Regions from separate parts of the Mus musculus genome. Here region 2 is linked to region 1. Evidence: chromatin contacts called from public promoter capture Hi-C data. All regions are on one chromosome and are shown on one strand. The core of a region is the stretch at or near the end of the contact, and the rest is flanking DNA. Distances in the headings are between cores, read along the strand shown.

The links. Promoter capture Hi-C pulls out the DNA fragments that hold promoters and counts their contacts.
Region 2: a contact with region 1 is called in a promoter capture Hi-C map of pre-B cells, with 3 times the contacts expected there. The contact joins the promoter of Tssc4 here to the promoter of Bet1l in region 1. A contact is called at or near these places in 1 of 39 promoter capture datasets (pre-B cells), 1 of 484 Hi-C or Micro-C datasets (B cells) and 1 of 115 datasets of contacts at active chromatin or transcription factors (large pre-B cells).

The regions. Positions count from the first base shown.
Region 1 is chr7:140,854,283-140,858,126 of GRCm38.p6, reverse strand. Bet1l (Bet1 golgi vesicular membrane trafficking protein like) reads left to right here and starts at 1,744. Exons shown (of 4, transcript NM_018742.5): 1 at 1,744-1,906; 2 at 2,962-3,053; 3 at 3,306-3,362; 4 at 3,504-3,844. The coding sequence starts at 1,888. The coding sequence ends at 3,671. It overlaps Ric8a (RIC8 guanine nucleotide exchange factor A), which reads right to left and starts at 730. Exons shown (of 10, transcript NM_053194.4): 1 at 573-730; 2 at 235-282; 3 at 1-145. The coding sequence starts at 656.
Region 2 is chr7:143,067,712-143,071,555 of GRCm38.p6, reverse strand. Tssc4 (tumor-suppressing subchromosomal transferable fragment 4) reads right to left here and starts at 2,188. Exons shown (of 3, transcript NM_020285.2): 1 at 2,043-2,188; 2 at 1,706-1,801; 3 at 469-1,620. The coding sequence starts at 1,599. The coding sequence ends at 646. It overlaps Cd81 (CD81 antigen), which reads right to left. Exons shown (of 8, transcript NM_133655.2): 8 at 3,626-3,844. It overlaps Trpm5 (transient receptor potential cation channel, subfamily M, member 5), which reads left to right. Exons shown (of 25, transcript NM_020277.2): 25 at 1-27.

The DNA.
Region 1 (3,844 bases), core at 495-2,994:
CTAGTGCATGTAAGCTCTGGCGGCTGGCAAATGAGTCCAGGCAGCTGCGGTCTCGGGATAGGATTCGGATAGTCTGCAGCCAGGTGACACGGTGCTTTGGTGACAAGCCCTGCTCCAGGACGGAGACCAGTAGCTTTGCGAGTCTCTGTGGGGTCGAACAAAAGTGGTTCCACTAGGCCCTCTTCTTGGGGTCAGCCCGTGCCTGCCCTAGGAGCCCTTGGGGCTGACACCTACCTTCCTGTCCTCCTGCTGGGCATCATCGAAGGTGAAGCTCTGAGAATGCTGCAGGGAGACCCAGGAGGCTCAGATCCACATGCAGGTAGGACCCGTGCTCCTCGAGTCAGAGCAGACCTCTGAAGCAGCATCCATCGCTCTGAACCTTAAGGCAAGGCCCACCCTAGCCTCCCATACACCTGCCCCACCACACGCCACCACAGAGCCACCCGAGGGACCAGCCCACCACCCACCGCCGTGCTCCCTGCCACCACTCGCACGCACACCCCAGCCGAGTTGCGCGCACACCCCTGCTTCCTCTCTTCCTGAAATTTCCTCGGCAGCCGGATGCCTCTCACCTCCCGGTTGAACGACCGCAGAGCTTCTGTCACCGCATCTTCCTCTCCGGTCTCCAAGGCATCCGCAACTGCCCGGGGCTCCATGGCCCCTGGCACCGGGTGCTGGAAGGCTTGGGCTGGGAAGACGCAATCGGCCAAACCCCGGGGCTCCGCCCAGGTCCGGAAGCCCGGCGTCCACGCGTGAGGGATGCTGGGAGAGCAGCCGAACCCAAGGGTGTGTACAGGCGCCTCCGACTTAAGGTGGAGCAACCCGGCTGTGGTCGCTGAGCGGCTAGTCTTGGAGCGGCGATGCTAGCTAACCAGCCAGGCAGTGTCCTCCTTTTGAGCCCTCCTCTCTAGCCCGAGTTCCTGGCAGGCGGGGGGTGGGGTGGGATGGGAGGGTGGGGAGTGGGGTGTGGCTTGGCCCGCGCGTGGACCGTCCTCTTTACGCTCTTGTCCCCGTACTGTGATAAAAAAGGGAGCGCCGGCTCCTGGCCGCTTAATCAGTTGGGGAAGACGATTCTCGCGATCCAGGCCTTGGAGCTCATCTTCCATAGGGAATAGGGAAAGAGAAGTACAACGACTTGGATGGTCAAAATAATGCACGTGGTTAGCCGGGCATAGTGACGCACGCCTTCTTAAATCCCAGCACTCGAGAGGCAGAAACTAGCAGACCTATCTAAAAAGAATAGCCACCAAAGTAATACGGTTATTCTCAAGAAAATTGCAGAGAAGGAAGTGAAGAACACCCGTGGAAAAGCCACTCCCGCGAGAGGAGCAACGGAGGGGCGGCCAGCCGAGGCGTGTCTGAGGTTAGAAGCGTAGGAGCGCTGTGTAGCGGGGAGCCAGGTCCGCACGCCACTTAGCTGAGTCGGTGCCCCACAGTGACACATACAAACAGTGCTCCAGTGGATGATGTCACCCGCCGTGCTAACCGGCTCTGCCCCTACTCAGTGGCAGGCCCCGGCCGTCTCCTTCACCAGTCTCTTTCGGGTCTGCCTGTCCTCCCCATCCAGTTGGATTTAGCAGCGCCAGAGGCATCCGACTGATTTACTGAGCTGGTTCCTAGCCTCTGCTCCAAATTTGGGTCTGAACACCTGCTCCGAGTAACACCCACAGCGCAGGACTAATATTGCTGACCAATCCGTGGGTCCGAATGCTGGTGGCCCGCCCTTCCCTTATTTACATTCCCGAGAAGCACTCCAGGTCTGTTTCTTCCGCTTCAGAACCTTCTCCCGGAAGTTATTAGCCCGGAGGCGGAACCGGAAGACCCGGGTACTGGTGCCACGTCCGTTGCTGTGCTGCGAATTCCCTGAGTGGGACCCTGGAGGGCGCGATGGCAGATTGGACTCGAGGTGAGAGCACTTGAAAGGCAGTAGAGGTAGGAGGGGAAGTCTAAGTCTGGAGCTGGAGACATCGCTCGTTTCTCGGTGGAAGGACCTGCGTGGGGTGGCGCTTACGTATCCCTGGAAAAACAGGGCCGGATTTCGCCTGGCGCTGCCTTGGAACCCAAGCCGGCATGCCATCAGTTTTGTGTGTGGTTGATGCCAAGAGCTGGAAGCAGAGGGTCCAAGCAGGGTTTTACTAATGAGGGGCCTGAGTGCCTCGGTTCACACACATTCCCCGCCCCCGTGCCTGTGTTCAGTGTGACAGTTGTGATACTGATGCTTCGCCCACAACGATGACTATGCAGTGGTCGGTAGGACACAGCCGTCTGTCTTTCAGAGTCTGGTCGCACTTGTTTGCTGGTGCTGCTGGCCTTCCCCTTAGGTGGGTCACATCGAGGCTGGGTGGGTGGTTTTTATGCTTCAGATCGGTGCTAGTCACACTTAGGGGGGTGATTCTCAACTACCTGTCCCTGTCCATCGGAGTTAGGTTTCCACGAGCACAGTGCTCTGGGCATTCCAGAGATTCTGTGTGGGTTGCAGACATAGGGCGAGGTAGTTTCTACAGTAGAAGGACTTTCTTACACTTACCTTGGATCTGATTTCCAAGTCCTCCCCACACAGCCTTCCTGTCACCTGCTGTGCCACCGGCTGTTCTGTTTTCCCTATGGTCCCTATCAGAAAGTACTGTTTCCCTTTGAGACCGGCCCCACACCCTCAGATGACAATTTCAGCTAAGGCAATATTCACTTCGGTTCAGGAACAGTATACAGCAGGGTCGTGTATGTAGATTGATTGGATCTTCAGGCTCCCCAGCCCGTCCTTGCCTGGGCATGCACACAGGTTCTCACACGACCCATGCTACATGTCTGATGTGTAGGTGGTCAGCCTGTTGGAGCATAGGGTGGGACGTGCTAAGTTAGCAGAAGTATATGGGGGAATGCGCTTAGATGTCTCCACTGGAGTGAGGAATCAGGGACCACATGTCTGAGGGAATGCTATCCTTCCGCCTCTTTCTCTCACAGCTCAGAGCTCTGGTGCTGTGGAGGACATTCTGGACAGAGAGAACAAGCGGATGGCTGACAGCCTGGCCTCCAAGGTGACCAGGCTTAAATCGGTCAGTGGTGGCCCTCTTCCCTTCCGTGAGATACTTTGGTGGGTGGGGCTGAGAGGGGAGGAAGGAGGCCGTGTGCTGTCTGTGGGCATTGCTGACTGGAGAAGTGCTTCAGGTAATAACTTGGCCTTTTTTTTAGCTTTCTCTGGTAATAGGTACTTTTCAGAGTCGTGGGTAAAATGTAGCTGGTCTGAAGGGAAGGTGGGCACTACTCTCTGTGGCTTTGCTTGACGGTGCCTTCTGTATCCCAACCAGCTGGCTTTGGACATCGACAGGGACACAGAGGACCAGAACCGTTACTTAGACGGCATGGTAAGTGCCCGCGGTACGGGTACGTACAAATCATAGTCAGCTCCGCCCACCTGCCGTCTGCTCTGCTGGGTCTTCGCTGCTAGTGTGGTTGGGTAGTCAAGGGTCCCAACTCTATGTGACCCTGTTGGGTCTCTCCCACAGGACTCAGATTTCACAAGTGTGACTGGCCTACTCACGGGGAGTGTGAAGCGCTTCTCCACGATGGCACGGTCTGGGCGAGACAACCGGAAGCTTCTGTGTGGTATGGCTGTGGTCTTAATCGTGGCCTTCTTCATCCTCTCCTACCTCTTGTCGAGGACAAGGACGTGAGCCAGTGGGAGCCAAGGGCAGCCAGGCTCTTGTACACCTGGCATCCTGGTTTCCTAAGGACCTGACTACAAAAAAAAAAAAAAAAATCCCTTTGAAATTATCATCATGGGTCATTCATCTTCCTAAGTCAGGACGACTGCAGCTGCCTCTGTCATAATGAGCTCATCTTGGCT
Region 2 (3,844 bases), core at 939-3,438, 2.2 Mb before region 1:
AAACATTCGCTCATGCATCCTCCCTGCATCCTTCTCTTCTTCTCTGGCTCAGCTTCAGTGGAATGACCCAGCATCAGCTGTGTCTTACACACACAAGTCCTGGAGACACAGCCAGACACCAACCATATGCTGCTTCACAACTCATCCTCTTCCTATAACCTGTGGTCTGTACAGGCCCAGTGCTGGGGCTGCATTGGTTTCTGGGGGTGGGGGTGGGGGTGGGTTGTGCAGATTATGCTCATTCACTACCATCAGGGGCACAAGGCTGAACACAGCTAAGAGCCCAGTCCCTCTGGGTAGTTTCATCAGTGACAAATGTAAATGACCATGGCAAACCTTCACGGCAGTCCTCACTGGAGTGGGGAAGGCAAGGTGAGGCTGCCAGAGATGCAGTCCTGTAGTTGGCTGCCCAGGACTGTTTGGACAGAACTCTTTGAGTGGGGCCCGGAAAAAGCCACACAATTCAAGAAATATTCCAAACGTTTATTATTCATCCTAAACACTGGGGCACAAAGGCCTTCGAGGTCCCCTGACCCACAATTCCCACAGTCTCTGCCAGAGCGGCTGCACACATCCCCCTACCACAGACAGCCCACACCTTCCCACTTGGACTAGCAGGTGAGGGGTAGAGTGATAGCACTGCAGTCAAACTGAGGGTCCTCTCTCAGACCCCGGCCCCCCAGGGTTACCGTCCCTGTTCCGGAAGTGGTCTCTGCTCCGCTTCTTGCTGCCATGGAAACCAACAGCCTTCACACCTATGGGGCCTGATGAGGACTCAGGATGGGCAGCTTCTGAAGGTACCACCACCTCTGGCTGTCCCTGGTGGCCACTCCATTCCTCAGCCTCAGGTCCAGCGAGATGGGCTAGCTCCACAGCGGCCTCACCCCCCGCACCTGACCCAACCCCCTTCTTTAGGACCCTCTTCCTCTCAGCCCTAGCCTCACTGTCCCTCACTGGTTTGGTGAAGACCACTCTTCCCTCCCCACAGCTAGAGGGGTCCTGGTTGAAAGAAGGCACATAGTCTGTGTGGGACACCTGGCTTCGAGAGCTCAGGAAGGCCAGGGCAGCATCACGATTGCTCTGCTCACTGGCTTCAGACACATCCTCCAGACTGTATTTGGTCCAACGCTCAGGGTGTGACACATAGTCAGGGACTGGGAGTACCCTAGTCGGGCCAGTGTTCCCATGCACTCTGCTCAGGCCCCTTGCTGGAGTCTGACTTGGGGGAGTCACGGGCCGCCTGAAGCTGCCATTGTCACTCACACTGGTTTGGGGAGCAGAGCACGGTGCCTGCCGGGCTGCACTCTCCAGACAATCAAAGATGCTGTGGCTGCGCTGGGAGAAGGTAGAACTCATGCCTCGGAGGTGGAATGGCTGCACTGCAGTGGTGAGGGTGCCCGTGGGGGGCGATGGAGGGTCCTCAGGGCCGGAGTCCTCCTGGCCCTCCTCCGAAAGCCTCTCTGGGGACAACACTTGGACCTCCACACCACTAGGTAAGCTAAGGTCCGAGTCCGAGTCGCTGAGGGAGACGGTGTCAGAAGGCAGGGTGTCATCCTCGGTGGGTTCATCAGCCTCCAGGCCAGCCTCTGTCTCCGCCATACGACCTGACACCCGTCCCACCTGTAGCGAAGCAGTCCCAGTTCCGCCGTGAGGGGTGTATTTAAGGCCTCATCCCTCCCCGTCCTCCCAGGCTCCCGTCTTTCACCTCCACTATGTGTCAAGTGCCTCTACTCACAGCCGGACGGGAGGCCTCGCGAAGCTGGGTGGTTAAAGGGTATCCTAGCGCGCACAGATACAGGAGCTGCAGGTTAGGTGGGGTTAAGGAGAGAGTCAACCATGAGATCATAACAGTGTGGACATACAATAGATGAGCACTGGGAGATGCTGGTGACAGGAGATCTCCATCAGCTGCTTGTCCCATCACGGGCTCTCAGTAAAGCGCAGCCTCTCTAGGTACAAGCGCCACCCGGGTCCGGACGAAGGGCTGGCAGAAACAGGCACGGGAATGCCCTGGCCGCGGCCTTAGGGAGGCCAGTGCTCACCGTTCCAGCGTCCGTACACGCCTCAATACCCTGCCGCCTTTCTCGCAGCGTCCCGCCAGTTCCCCGGGATTCGGTCCTGTCCAGTCTCGCTCGGGTTCCTGGGAAACCGAGTCTCGGGCGATCAGATTTTCGTGGCTTCAGCGCCCGAGAAACTACAACTCCCAGAAGGCAATGGGTTCCCGCCTAATGTCAGCCGGGACTTGTAACCTTAACAAGCGTGCCAACCCGGAGCGCACACGGAAACCCACCCAGAAATGACGAAAAAGGAAAAGGCGGAGCCACGGTTCCCACAATACTCCAGGGCTAACTGCCAATCGCAAAGGGTTGAGGCCTGCAGCTTCGCCTGTCGGAAGCCGTCCCGGCCGGGTCCGACACAAGGAGGAAGTGCGTCACCACGCACTGTGAGCGCCAACCAGTTTCCTAGACATTTCCGGCCCTGGGCGGAAGTGGTGTGGGTCTTGTGCTTTGTTGGCTTTCTGGAGTGAGGCGGGGCCAAGGTCCTGGTTGGCTCTTGGCATGAAGAGACGTAGTGGTCCCTGGGGTGGGTTGGTTGGGGCTTCAGAGATTCGAAGCCGCTATCCTGGGCTCTGCCTGTCTGTGCTTCCTGACGCAGGAACGGACACTTTAGTTGCAGGACGCCGCCCCTACTAGTCAAGGCCACACATAATCCTCCTCCAGGCGTGGGGCTGTTTTCTTGTATCCTTAGGGATCAGAGTCTGAGACACCATGGGGCTGCTGCATGCGCCTCTCCTTTCCTATGTTTCTGAAGCTGTGCAGCAGGCCTCCAACAGCTTTGGCCTGGTGCCCATGGACCTCATAACATAGGATATAAAGGGCTCCTCAGACCAGAAACCAACCAAGCACGGAACAGGTTGCATAGGCGTGGGAGGTAGAGGTGGCGGAGACCTAGAATGTCCTAGTACAAGCTTGGGGTTCACCGACAAATAAGCCTACTGGGAGGCTGCTAGAAGCTGGGCCATGAATCTTGGCTAGGGCGTCTCTCCTCTAGTGGCCAATTAACTATGCCAGCAGCCTGGGGGAGGGGCGCAGACAGGAGACAAAGGGAAAGAGACAGTGGTGGTTGCCCCTGGCGTCCGGGAGGTTGCTTAGCCTGATCCTCAGTTCACAGGGGTAAGTGAACTGCCATCTTGCCTTTTACTTATTGAGACACAAGCCAGAGCCACCCAGCTCCGTGGAATCTTTTCTTGAGATGGATGGGGTAATGGGCTAACCTTTACTGTCTTGTCCCTGAAAAGGAGGGTGTTCTTGCAGCTTATCTCCATCATTCTGTGCTGAATTTCCCTGCTTAGGTGGCTCCTCCTACCCGACTCAGCCTGACCTGTCATGTCCAACAGATGAGTGGAAATGAGGTCAAGGCTGGCGTAAAGTCAGCATTGAGCTCCCAGTATAAGGAGGTACAAATGAGGGAGGACCCATATGGAGTGCTCCCAGGGTCCCAGCCCTCCCCACCCACTGTGTTCCACAGCCTCTATTGGACCTGCTCACCCTGTGCCTGGCAAAGTTCAGAGCTGATGAGCCAGGTCTCTGACACCGCTAGCACAGGAAGAGGTCTGGCAGTCCCATTAGCATGCCTGATTTTTTTCCTCCTTTATTAAATGACTGTTTCAAGATTTAATTACAGTTGAAGGTGACACGTTAGAAAGAATAAGTGCATTGAAGGCATAAGAGGGCTTACAAACCCAGCTCTTGAAATGGAGGCAGGAAAGGAACAAAGATTAAAAAGATGTGAGCAATGTGACCCACAGTGGGTTGAGTGGGTGGGCATGGCCCTCTAGCTAGGC